2 separate regions of the Mus musculus genome follow, and region 2 is linked to region 1. A link is a contact called in public promoter capture Hi-C data. All regions are on one chromosome and are shown on one strand. The core of a region is the stretch at or near the end of the contact, and the rest is flanking DNA. Distances in the headings are between cores, read along the strand shown. Region 1 holds the start of Cth (cystathionase (cystathionine gamma-lyase)). Region 2 overlaps Srsf11 (serine and arginine-rich splicing factor 11).

Evidence for each region. Promoter capture Hi-C pulls out the DNA fragments that hold promoters and counts their contacts.
Region 2: a contact with region 1 is called in a promoter capture Hi-C map of epiblast stem cells, with 3 times the contacts expected there. The contact joins the enhancer-like site here to the promoter of Cth in region 1. A contact is called at or near these places in 8 of 39 promoter capture datasets (the 3T3-L1 cell line, 3T3-L1-derived adipocytes, the C10 cell line and 4 more), 12 of 484 Hi-C or Micro-C datasets (embryonic stem cells, liver, stem cell-derived epiblast-like cells and 2 more), 14 of 115 datasets of contacts at active chromatin or transcription factors (the 230-238 cell line, CD8 T cells, the SCID.adh cell line and 4 more) and 4 of 9 other capture datasets (adipose tissue, embryonic stem cells, liver and 1 more).

Annotation. Positions count from the first base shown.
Region 1 is chr3:157,922,284-157,928,373 of GRCm38.p6, forward strand. It overlaps Cth (cystathionase (cystathionine gamma-lyase)), which reads right to left and starts at 2,780. Exons shown (of 12, transcript NM_145953.2): 1 at 2,583-2,780. The coding sequence starts at 2,747. 1810013D15Rik (a long non-coding RNA gene) reads left to right here and starts at 2,925. Exons shown (of 6, transcript XR_867796.2): 1 at 2,925-3,063; 2 at 3,820-3,963; 3 at 4,506-4,742; 4 at 6,080-6,090.
Region 2 is chr3:158,007,352-158,013,441 of GRCm38.p6, forward strand. Srsf11 (serine and arginine-rich splicing factor 11) reads right to left here. Exons shown (of 13, transcript NM_001379531.1): 11 at 5,429-5,545; 12 at 4,959-5,097; 13 at 3,568-4,852. The coding sequence ends at 4,658. It overlaps Ankrd13c (ankyrin repeat domain 13c), which reads left to right. Exons shown (of 13, transcript NM_001013806.2): 13 at 1-683. Among named protein-coding and RNA genes, the nearest start is that of Srsf11, 26 kb to the right of the region's middle. Within about 2 kb of position 2,785, at least 14 of the 459 cell types and tissues checked have an H3K27ac peak or open chromatin away from gene starts, as enhancers often do. A contact at or near this core is called in epiblast stem cells, where this site is marked.

The DNA of each region.
Region 1 (6,090 bases), core at 1,530-4,029:
ATCCTACAATTTTCTCCCCTTGGCTTATACTGTACACCACTACTTATACCCTTGTTTTAGACTCAAACTTCTAGTATTAGTAATAATAATTTTAAGAGTTTCCCCCTGTGTTAGATAAACACAGTTTACAGGGTTCTAGCACTCATCACCTAGATGCTAAACTCACCAAACCTTCCTGCAAAAGCTTGGCTTCTAGAACAGACTCACATAAATATTCATAAGCATGCAGACATTTAACTTCCAGGGAAGGAGAGCGTCTTTCATTGGCAAATTATCTTGTGCATTCCATGGCTTTTCAAATGGAACTAAAGATCTCTGATACTTCTCTTAGCTGCAGTGCTATTAGCTTTTGGAGATTCTGAGCACATACTGGATTTAACCACTCCTGCTTGCTCTCTGAACCGTTTTAACATTAAAATCATACCTGACTGCTCAATTTCTATACACTTTTTTCCACACAGGCAGCAAGCCTATCTAGGAGGGGCACACTTGGAGGAGGTGATGAGCGTATTTTGAATGCACATCATCAGGAGTATCCTAGCCTGATATAGAGACACTTTTGGGACTCCACCTCACATACAAAAAAGGGTTGTTTGTAAGAACTTTACCTGGCTTAGAACACAGAAAGGCAGTATTCAGAGCAGTCAAGACCTGGGAATGTGCAACAACTGCTTTGATAACAGCTGTCCTCTGAACCTGGGGCATTTTTAATATACCAAGACCCATTTAGTAAGCCACCAGAAAGGAAGATGCCATGAGATTCACAAGGCTGCATCTTACAGGCTTTACCAGTCACTTGGTCATTTGTGTTTGTTGAGTCTGGGTCAGTTTCCGTTTTTATAAAAGGATTTAACCCCTGCCCTATGACTTAGCTGCTGTGGTCAAATGGAAATAACAAGGCAGGAAGACTGCAAACACCAAAGTACTCCTAAGTGTGTACTACAAAATTTAGAAATGTTACAACAGTAACAGCTTGTGTAGTGTGTTCTATCATTATCCCAGTTTACACAAGGTCATCTCAAGTCTTGGATGGGTTAAATAGCTTCCTCCAGGTTACTCAGTCAGAGAAGCTGATGTAAGAATTAAAACCCATGTGCTCTTAATCACAAAGCCACACTACTTAGATCAATGGTTGCCAATCTTCCTGATGCTGTGACCCTTTAATACAGTTCCTCATGGTGTAGTGACCCCCAACTAATTATTTTTGTTGTTACTTCGAAACTGTAATTTTGCTACTATTAGGAATCGTGATGTAAATACCTGATACATGTAACCCCTGAAAAGGGTTGTTCCACTCCCAAAGGGGTCACAGCCCAGAGGTTGAGAACTGCTGGCTTAGATGATGAAATGGCTTGAACTATTACATAGCTCAGTTACAGTGCAGCACCATGGAGTCAGTTGCAGAAGGGAGGGGTTCAAGATAAATTAAATCTTATAACCCTATTATCTCAGCTATCTCAGTTTGAACACTTGAGACCTTAGTTCAGGCTAGGATCCTTCTTGTTAACCTTCAGTGAGACTCTACATGTAACACACATAGATTTTAAGTACGCACTTGGTACATAAATACACATTAGCTATTAACTGAACATACCGACTGAAACTAATCTTAATTCTAGGATTTTCATTGTTTAGTGTGTGAGAGAGAGGAGAAAGAGAAAGAGACTGAGGGGGGAGGGAGGAAGAGAAGGACAGGGAGAGAGGGACGGAGTGGGTGAAAGAGACTGGGGACAGAGAGAAGAGAGGGAGGGGGGAGAGAAGGAGAGAGAGGGAGAGTGCAAGCCTTTGGGTGCATCAAAGAACAACTAAGGTGGTGGTTCATGCCTTTAATCCCAGCACTTGGGAGGCAGAGGCAGGCGGATTTCTGAGTTCGAGGCCAGCCTGGTCTACAAAGTGAGTTCCAGGACAGCCAGGGCTACACTGAGAAACCCTGTCTCAAAAACAAACAAACAAACAACAAAAAAAAAACAACTACAGGAGTTGGTTCTCTCCTTCCATCCTATAGATTATGGGATTGAATTATAGTAGTCAGGTCTGGTGACAAGCACCTTTATATACCTGCTGTAATAAACACCATGCCCAAACCAACTTGGGGAGGAAAGAGTTTTTTATTTTACTTCCATTTAACAGTTCACCATGGAAAGCAGTTAGGACAGGAACCTGGAGGCAAGAACTAATGCAGAGGCCACGGAGAGGTGGCTTCTTACTGGCTCGTTCACCCAACTTCTTATAGAACGCAGGGCCACTAGCCTGGGGGGGGGGGGCACCCACCATGGACTTATCCTCCCCCATCAATCTCTAATTAAGAAAATGCCTGCTTGCAGCCTGATCTACTGGAGGCATTGTCTCAATCGAGGTCCCCTCCTCTCTCGCTTGAGTCAAGTTGATATAAAACTAGTCAGCACGACTGCTGAGCCATTTCACCAGCCCAAGAGCCTTCATTTTTCAAAGTAGGACTGGCTGCAGGTAGCTTCGATGCTACAGAATTCAACAACTTACAGTTCTGGTTTTTAACTGAAAATCGCAGAGAGCGCATGTCCCGAGCGCTCCCACAGTCAGCCCAGCCCTGCCCGGCTGCTTACCGAGGACTGGCCCGGGAAGTCCTGCTTAAATGTGGTGGCCAACGAAATGGGCAGCACCACGGCACGAGAATTCCATTGCTCAGGCTCTTGTCCCACGTGGATGGCCTGAGTGGCGAAATGCTGGAAACTAGGCAGGAAGCCGCTCAAAGAGGCGTCCTTCTGCATGCTGGGGCAGGAGTGCGAGGTGTTGCTTTGGCTAAAACCTTCTGGACTTTGGCGCTTATATCCAGGGTGGGGAGGGGCCGACGCAACCAATCATCGCTGGTCCCTAGGCAGCGGCCCTGCTTATTGGTCGGCAGTGGAGGTGTTGCCCCGATCGTTCCTGCCCCGCCTCCCAGTGGCACAGAGCAGTGCCCACGTGGGACACCTCAGCACTGAGGTGCAGCACTCAGCCCAGAGATCCCCTTTGTCTGCAGGATAGGGACGCAACCTCCAGCAGCCTCGCGTGGCCCCAGAGTTCCGGCAAGGGTCACGCAGGCAGGTGCTTCCCTCGGATCTGAGGACCGCCACAGCTGTGCCACCAGCGCCCGCGTCTCTACTCTGGCCAAGATCAGGCCTTAAGGCCCAAGCTTTGCTCCCAAAAAGACGTAGCTTTGACCTAATTTTACACCTTGTCCGAGAACTGGGGAATTTAAGGAGTTTCTGTACCTGGGAAGTCGAACCTAAAACTTTGTTTTTTTTTTTGTTTTTTTTTTTTAAGATTTATTTATATTTACTTATTATTATATGTAAGTACACTGTAGCTGTCTTCAGACACACCAGAAGAGGGAGTCAGATCTCGTTACGGATGGTTGTGAGCCACCATGTGGTTGCCGGGATTTGAACTCAGGACCTTCAGAAGAGCAGTCGGGTGCTCTTACCTGTTGAGCCATCTCACCAGCCCGAACCTAAAACTTTGAAACACTGTTGAACGAATTTGGAAGGTGTTAAGGAATAAACAACTGATTTTAAAAGCTACGGTTTGGAAAAGCTACGAAGAGCAAACACAATCAGTATGCTTTTCAAATTAGCTCCAGACACAATCACCTTCCAGAACCAAGTGTACACTGCCAGAGGCACAGGGGAAGCGGGTAGCCTCTGAAACACTAACGGGTTACCATGCTTGCTTGATTAGTATTTCTCCTTTTAAAGTATGTTCTCAGCCTGAGTATATTTTAACGATGTGTTTGTGTGTGTGTGTGTGTGTGTGTGTGTGTGTGTGTGTGTATTGCACCACATGCATACTTGATGTCTACAGAGGTCAGAAAGGCTGTTGGATTCCCCTGGAACTGCATTTGGAAACAGATGTGATCTGCGTGTGGGAGAGAAAGCCAAGCCCTGGTGCTCTGGAACCAATGCTCCTGCGGGCAATGCTCTTGCTCCCTGAGCCATCTCTAAAGACGTAAGTACATTTTGATGAGATCACAGAAAACACCGAGGAGTAGAAGGGCCTGAAACAGTTCTGAGTCCAGTTCTAAGTACAGTTGGTAAGCCCTGGGTTATACAAACATGGATGTTTTCTATTTGTTTGTATACTTGTCTGTTTATCGTATTTGAGAGTGCAGAGGAATGTGTGGCACACCCATAGAGGTCAGAGGACAGTCTTCCACCTCCCTGTTGACGCAGGGTCTTTGCACTGCTTACCCCAGGCTAGACCACCCAGGAGCTTCAGTGGATTCTCTGTCTTCTACAGTAGGAGAGCTGCTATTACAGATACACAGCAGCACAAAGGTAGATGCTGGAGATAGAACACAGGGTGTCAGGCTGTGCGGCAAGCATTTACCCACTGAGCCATCTTCCCACTGGACATTTTATTTAGTGTAACTGTCACAAAGAGGTCTTTGAAAAGTGGCCCTTATACAGACTTTCTAAATGAGAGGCTTCTGATAAAGTTAGAGGAAGCTGTGGGGTGGCAGCCCAAGATTTAAATTTCTCTATTCACAGGAATGTCCCTTCCACCCAGGAATTTCTCTCTCAGACATCATCTGACCTGTGTGCAAAGCTGAGCATGAGTGACTCCATACCTCTCAGCTAGAATAACGGAAAGCACTTAACTTCCCATCCTTCAGAGTCCAACTAGCTAGATCTATGACAGACGCACAGAGTGGCCAATGAGCAGAAGCACTGAAGAAAACAGACACAGTCTCCTGTTTCCAAGACAGCAAAGAGAACTGCAAAGGAGTATGTGAATCCAGGAGCACATGCTGAGCTGCATGCCTTTTATGTTTGATCTGACATCTGAAACAACTGTGGTGGCAGAAACCACAGATCTTCAGGAAAAAATAAATTCCTTAACATTTCATATATATAAAGTAAAATAAGGTTTTTTTCTTTTGAGACATGGTCTCATACTGTAGCCCTTGCAGACCTTAAACTCATGGCAATCTTTACTGCACCCAACTAGAAAAACTTTTAAAGTAAATGAGTGATGGCCACTTTAAATACAGTGAATGTCTTCTGAATGCTGATTTTTTTTTTTCTTTAGAGCACCGGTTAACACCATCATGAAATTATCATAACACTGCTAACCCATGGATTCCTCTTGGGTGTGGGTTTGAGGAAGGGCATATGTTCTTTCCTTCTTGTCTTGTGTTTTGAGACAAGGTCTCCTGTTTCTCAAAGCTGGCCTCAAACTAGCAGCGGATGGTCTTATATCTGCCCCTCCTGCCTCCTGTGTACGCTGCTATGCTTGGTTTTATGTGGTCAGGAGAGTTCATGGCTTCCTGCATGTTAGGCAAGCACTTTTTTTTTTTTATCTGAGTCCACCTCCAGCCCCATCTATAATTTAAAAAAAAAAAAAAAAGCAGAATAGGAAATAATGTAAAATAGCACAGTTTGACACTAAGAAGTTGAAAAACAGTCAACCACTGAGAGACACTGGGCTGGCTGGCTGGCAGGGTTTGCTTTGCTGCTCGTTATGGAGAAGGTAACAGAACACTCACAGTACTGCTGCAGGGAGAATCTAGAGTTCGTCATCCTCAAGTAGCTACATGGTGAGTTAGTTCCAGGCCGGCCTGGGCTACATCAGAGCCTGTCTCAAAGAATAAAAGAGAAGAAATAGAAAATGTCCACGATAAATTTCTAGTTGCCTCACTTGTTGGGGAGGTTCCGTTGTGTAGAGTACGCTAACTCTGAGTGCAGTATCCCTGATTGGCTCTTCAGGTGATGGGACGACAGATCTGAACCGGGTAGTGTCATTCTCTCTAAAATCCCCACTCCAGAACTTCCTTCCTCAGTCTCTTCTTGCCATCCTCACAGAGAAGGTGATGTGAACTAACTCAGTTTCCCCACTGCCTCCCAGCTTCCCCACATACCTAGGGGCTTTTTACATTTAACATAGCTACACCATGGAAGCCATTGCTATGGCTTTGGAGTTAGTGTGGTGGAAACTCCTTGTGTGATGGGCCTTTGAAGAAATAGGGCTGAATGTGAGGTAACTGGATCAATGGAGAACGGGTGGTGTAGAATCTTTGTACCAGTCTTACACTCTGATTCGATGTGTGATATTTCTCTCACAGGAACATACACC
Region 2 (6,090 bases), core at 1,535-4,034, 85 kb after region 1:
ATTACAGGTGGTTGTGAGCCACCATGTGGTTGCTGGGAATTGAACTCAGGACCTCTGGAAGAACAGGTAGTGCTCTTAACCACTGAGCCATCTCTCCAGTCCCCGATATTTATCTCTTTACAGTTGCATCTCACATAGTGATACCACCTGGCATATGTTGACATTTTACTTTTTCTAAGAAAAATAATTGAGTTAAAAAAATCAAAGCCCTCACCACTCCAGTAAGTGATCTATTTAGTTTTAAGAACTGAGAAGCCCAAAGCTAGCATGATGAAATGGAGGCAGTGGCTGATCCAGTGACTTAGCTATTTAGTTCTGTTGTCAATCATGATTCCAAGGTTCTGAAAGGCAGTGACACTGTTGCTTTAGGCTCATTGGCTTGAACATGTAGGAAGAAATGATAAATTTGCAGCTTGGGATTTAGAATTTCTTAAACATGTGAATATTTTGCTGGGTAACACTGGAGATAGGACTACTGAAAATTGTTGCACTGGATTGTACTACTGAAAATGGTTGCACTGGATTGTTTTGAGACTTCAATTTACCTTTAATGAGTAGTAGAATCAGATTGTCCATTCCAAAATGTTTTTTCTCTGATCACAAAGAACAAGTGTATCTCTTATGATGGTGGAAAAAAAAGGAGTTAATTAATGCAAATAAACTTTTCACAATATTAGACTTTTCATGATGTGCCTATTAATCCTGTTAACATCAGTGTTTTTGTATACTCTTACATGCATATCACTGTTTTGAAATGTAGATAATGTAAGATTCTGTATGGTAAATCTTAAATTTTAAGCTGGTATTAGGGGTCCCATTTAGAAAGGTGTGCAATACTTCACCACTCATGTGACCTATGTAGATAGGATTCCCATCTCCAAGAAAACATGAGACTTGTCCTCAGTAGACATTCTTGGGCAGAGGAGCTGCAGTTCATAAAAGGAGTGTATAGCAGGTGTCGTGGCTGAGTTAAAGTATGTTTATGGTTTGAAAGCTATATTAGTAGCTAATAGCAAGCAGTTCATCACAAAATTACAGCTTCACAGGAACTGGGCTTTCAAGTTAGGCATAGTGGCACTGTATGCCAGCTCTTGGAGGCTGAGGCAGCAGGATCAAGAGGACAGAGTAAAGAGACCCTATGTTAAACTAGGTAAATAGTGGTTACAGATGGAGCATTTTGGCTGCATGCTTGTCTTGTATGAGCTGCTATAATCAAGCTCCTCACTTTCCACTAAGTCTATAGCAGACAGAGATCTGGATCTTTGAGTGGTGGTGGGGGGGCGGCGGGGAGGTGGTCCTATTTTGCAGACAACAGTGAAATTTGCCAAGAGAGAAATGGACAGTAGAAATGCTCTATTTTGATACTGTGAAGCTGTAGGTTTATATAAACATTTCATGCCACAAACAGGCATTAGCTGTCACAAGTTTCCCAGTATGCCAGCAAGTTCTAGATTTCACTGCACCCAAGGGGGCTAGCTTTAGGTAAAAACAAAGATGCTCCTTTCAGCTTGCTCTGATCAGCACTTCTAACCTCTTTGCTATACCCTCTGCACTTGTAAGCCTATATGCATTTATAGTCAAGTCAGCTTCTTACTTGCCAGTCATTCAGGCTTTAATGTTTTTCAAGTGAATATGGCTTTAAAGCTTGATATATCAATAGTATAGTCCCACTTATTTATCTAAAGGGTGTCGTTGACTGGATGGTGGAATTCTTGGGATCAATTCAAAGGTCAATTTTGTTCATCCCTTTGTGAGCAGCAGCTCTACTTCTGACTTAGGTGTCTTCAGCTCACCAGTCTTCCTCTGCATGACACCCACGCCTCCAAAGTCACAAGCAACAAGATGTGGGCCACTTGTCTGCTCTGTGGGATCCAGCCTATTTCAGGTGCCAGGTTCCCTGCTTCCCCTGACTGGTTATACCTGCAGTACCAGTTACAAAGCTCAGTCATTAAGAATCAAATTGCTTTCTAAAAACCAAAACTGCTTTTCTGATAACTACTATTACATTGACTCTATGTAATGAGACATTATTTTGGGTGCTTGCGAAGTATTTAAAAAGACTCAAAAAAATACAATTACCGCCAGGAAGCTACATTATTTTGTATCTCAAATACTGGAAAAGTAAAAACTCCATCTTGGGATAACATCTTGATTAAAGATTTATAGAACTCCACTTGTGATCCTCAATTTCTCATGCAAAAAACCCAAAAGCATACTTCTACCAGTTTTAAAGAGGCACCACTCTCAGATTAGTGGCATATTCTACACAAATAGTAAAATATAGGCTACTTTCTGAGCTCTTCCACCCCTCTCCAATATAACCCCCTAACATTAGATTTAAAAAAAGAAAAAGGTGGGGAGAGGGTTAGACAACTTCCTGCTCATTAAGGGTGTCAGGTTTCATGGGGCTTGCTCTTTGCCATCAGGTTATCTTGAATTCTTCTGAAAACAACTTATCAACCAACAGCATCAGTAGCTCCCACCTCCACCATGGTGGCTATAGCATTTATATACCAAACTTGGCACACAGAACTATCTGCAGGTGGCAAAATCTGCTAGAGGCAAATCATTCTGCAGCTGTGGACTATCTCAAGTAGCCCCATATCCCACACCTTGGATTAAAAACATGGTTTTTTAAAGAAATAAATTCTCACTATAGTAATAAGCTGAGTGTTTGAAAACAGCCAGTCACTTCTCATAGAGACAGGGTGGGTGTAGTCAGAACTCACTTCCCACAAGGCACAGCTACCACCCAAGAGAACAGAAGGCTGATTGCTCTGGTATTCCTCCCAGTTACTGACTAGTTTGATGCTCCCCACGCAGGCATACCTCATCTTTGCAGCCCTCCCAGGTCATTCAGGCTTACCATCAGGTTATCACCTTTCACAAACTGCACAGCCTGAGGCTTTTTTGTGACTTGAACTGCCAGTATTTTGTTTTGCACAGAATTTGCCATGTTCCACATGGTTCTTTGATCTACTAAGTTTTTAAGTGAATGTCACCTACATTCAGCTTTGTTTTAAAATGTAGTGGTTACTCAGACCATTACTAGAATTTGATGCATTTGTCATAAACCAAAATATAAAAGTATCATACCATCTTTTAAAAAGTTACTCAAATACAAACTTGAAAAATGCTTTTATATACCAGAATTCAATTTTAATAATTTATATCCAAACCTTTTAGACTATAAACTTGTCTCAATCTTCCTTTCTCTAAGCCACCCAACACTAGCCATCTACCTGTTTAATATTGTAATACAGTACAAATGTGACCAACGACATGCGATTTTAGAAAGGCAAATTTCTGTAATTTCAGTGAAAATATAAATTTGCTAGGTATAGGTGAGATCATATTTATTCCTAAGACACTGTTGGATGAACTTAGTTCTGTACTAAAACACAGGTTAAACCATAATTTAGACAGAAGGTACTGGTGACGATTCTGCAGGCATCTACAACAAGGGGGTAGACTCCAGTTATTGTTTGAATATGTAGACAGGGAATGATGCAGCTGACATATGTTCAACCTGTGAATAAACACAACCCAGCTCTACAGAAGCATGACTTGTGAGTTTAAGGGTTTTATTATCAAAGTCTTGTAAAACAATTTCAGAAACTGTACATCAACATGGCACAGACTGTAGCCTACTTTTGTTTTAACTGCACAAAAGTAAAGCTTGTAACTAAGAAAACAGTTGCCTACCTAGTCTGCATATAACATGGAATCACTGTGCATAAGATACTACTGCAATCAAAGTAACACAAGTTTATTGGTTTTATACAACTTGAGATCAAATAAAAGTACATTATCAAGGAGAGCTGTCGTATTTTAAAAGCACATGAAGGTCAATTTAAAATGCACCACCACTTCTTGTTCAACAGTGAGCTTTAAAAACTAAAAGTTGAAAACTGAAAATCAGGACAAGGTCATTTTCTAGTGATGGGCTGCGTTCACTGGTAGAGATGTGAAATAAATTATTGGGGGAAAAACATAAGTAGCTATGAAAAAGTGAACAACTAATTCAAAACATCATATTTTACAGCCAGTTTTCTTTGAAAAATTTTTACTGTAATTTAAAGCCTACTTAGCCATCAAAAAAGGTTAGTGCATATATAACCTTTGAAAGTTAAACAAAGCCACAAAAATTTAGCCACAAGGCTCAAAAGGCTTATCTATCACAAATGTTTTTTTTCAGATGTAACTCTAAGAATGTTAATTTGTCATGTCAACAAACAAGACCATTAAATAGGTCACCGTGTCAGAAAGTTTCATGACGTTTGGGGTAACATGCAATCAGTGCATTCCCTACATGGCTCTATCACGGCAAGGACTCAAACTCTAGAAATATTCTAAGTGAACGCACTGAGGATCATAGACAGAGACAATCCATGCCTGCTGGAGATGCATGCAGCTGTTCATCTGTGTTAAAGCAGCAGTTGCACAGCTGCTTGATCACGCAAATGGATGTAACCATGGCAATGCTGGTCACCCGGGTACCACTTTATAGCTTTTGCTATAAAGCACTAGAGGTCACAATCAGGTGTTCTGAAGCCATTGGTAATGTGCAGCTGTATACACCTAGGTGAGATGAACACACACAGCATTAGAGATCACAAGGAATGACACTGAGGACCATCTGCAGCCAGCCTTGGGCTCAGTCACTCATATCCATGTCTTCTTCGTGGTGATCATCCCCGTTCACTTTGGACTCTCGAAGGTCGCCCACCCCCTTCTCCACAGAGCACTCCTTTGTTTTAGGGGACACTGCTTCTGTTGGTCTCTTCTCCTCTTTCTTTTCCTTCTCACTGTCATAGCCTTGCTCCTCTTCATCATAATCCCGAGTCACCTGCTTTGACAAGGAGAATGGGAAAATAAGCTTCTTCAAAGGAAAAACACTTCTTAGTCAAACAGCAGCAGCAGCACCATGGTGTCAGCACCCCAGCCTGTATACTTACTTTGACGTCTTTGTCACTCTCAGACTTCCTTTCTCGCTCCTTCTCCTTGTCTTTGCTCCTCTTCTTTTTACTTGTTGATCGTTCCCTTTCATCTCTGCTTCTTTCTTTGTCCTTATCTTTCTTCTTCTCTTTTTTATGTCTAGAAAGAATAGTTAAAATCTGTTTATAAAGTTGCTTTGCAAAAACTCCTGACAGTTTAATTCCTAAGTGAGCAACAGGTCTTAAGATGATGAGCTTAATCAAGCTCTCTAGAAAGGATGCAAAGAGCTGGGTAATCAAAGTAAGAATTTAAGCTGGATAGAGCCCTAAAGTGCTAATCATCCCAAAAAAGTACATACTAGAAATGTCAAGAGAACAATGCCTTAAATTCCCCCCAAAGAAAATTACTGCACATGTATAAAAGAAATCTAATAATTTAAAAAACATTAGTCCCAAATATTACAAATCACAGATATAAATGATACCCCTACCTCCTTGGGGATGGTGAGCGAGACAGCTTTCTTTTAGGAGACCTGGGCTTTTTAGGGGATCTTGTACCACTCCTACTTCGCCGTCGTCTTCTCTCTCTAGAATCACAAACGTGCAAACTAGGCTTTAAAATATAGTGTGGTCTCAGCAGCTCCACTAGGAGCTTCCACAGCCCGAGACCTGCCTCACAATACTGTTTTAGGCAATAACAATCTCAAGCTTAAGAAAAGACTAATGTGATACATAGATCCAGAAGGAATTCTTTATCATATCTAATGTAAAAATGTGACCTACAGCTAGCACTCTGGACTATTTTTACTTTCTTGGTGGTATTTTTGAGACAGGGTCACATAAGTTAGCCTTGAATTGGCATTCTTCTGTCTTCAAGAATACCAAAGCTTATTTTATTTTTTTTTTAAGATTTATTTACTTATTATATATAAGTACACTTCAGACATCCCAAAAGAGGGCCACCATGTGGTCGCTGGGATTTGAACTCAGGACCTTTGGAATAGCAGACAGTGCTCTTAACCGCTGAGCCATCTCTCCAGCCCCATTTTTTTTTTTTTTTTTTTGGTTTTTAGAGACAGGGTTTCTCTGTGTAGCCCTGGCTGGCCTCGAACTCAGAAATCCGCCTGCCTCTGCCTCCCAAGTGCTGGGATTA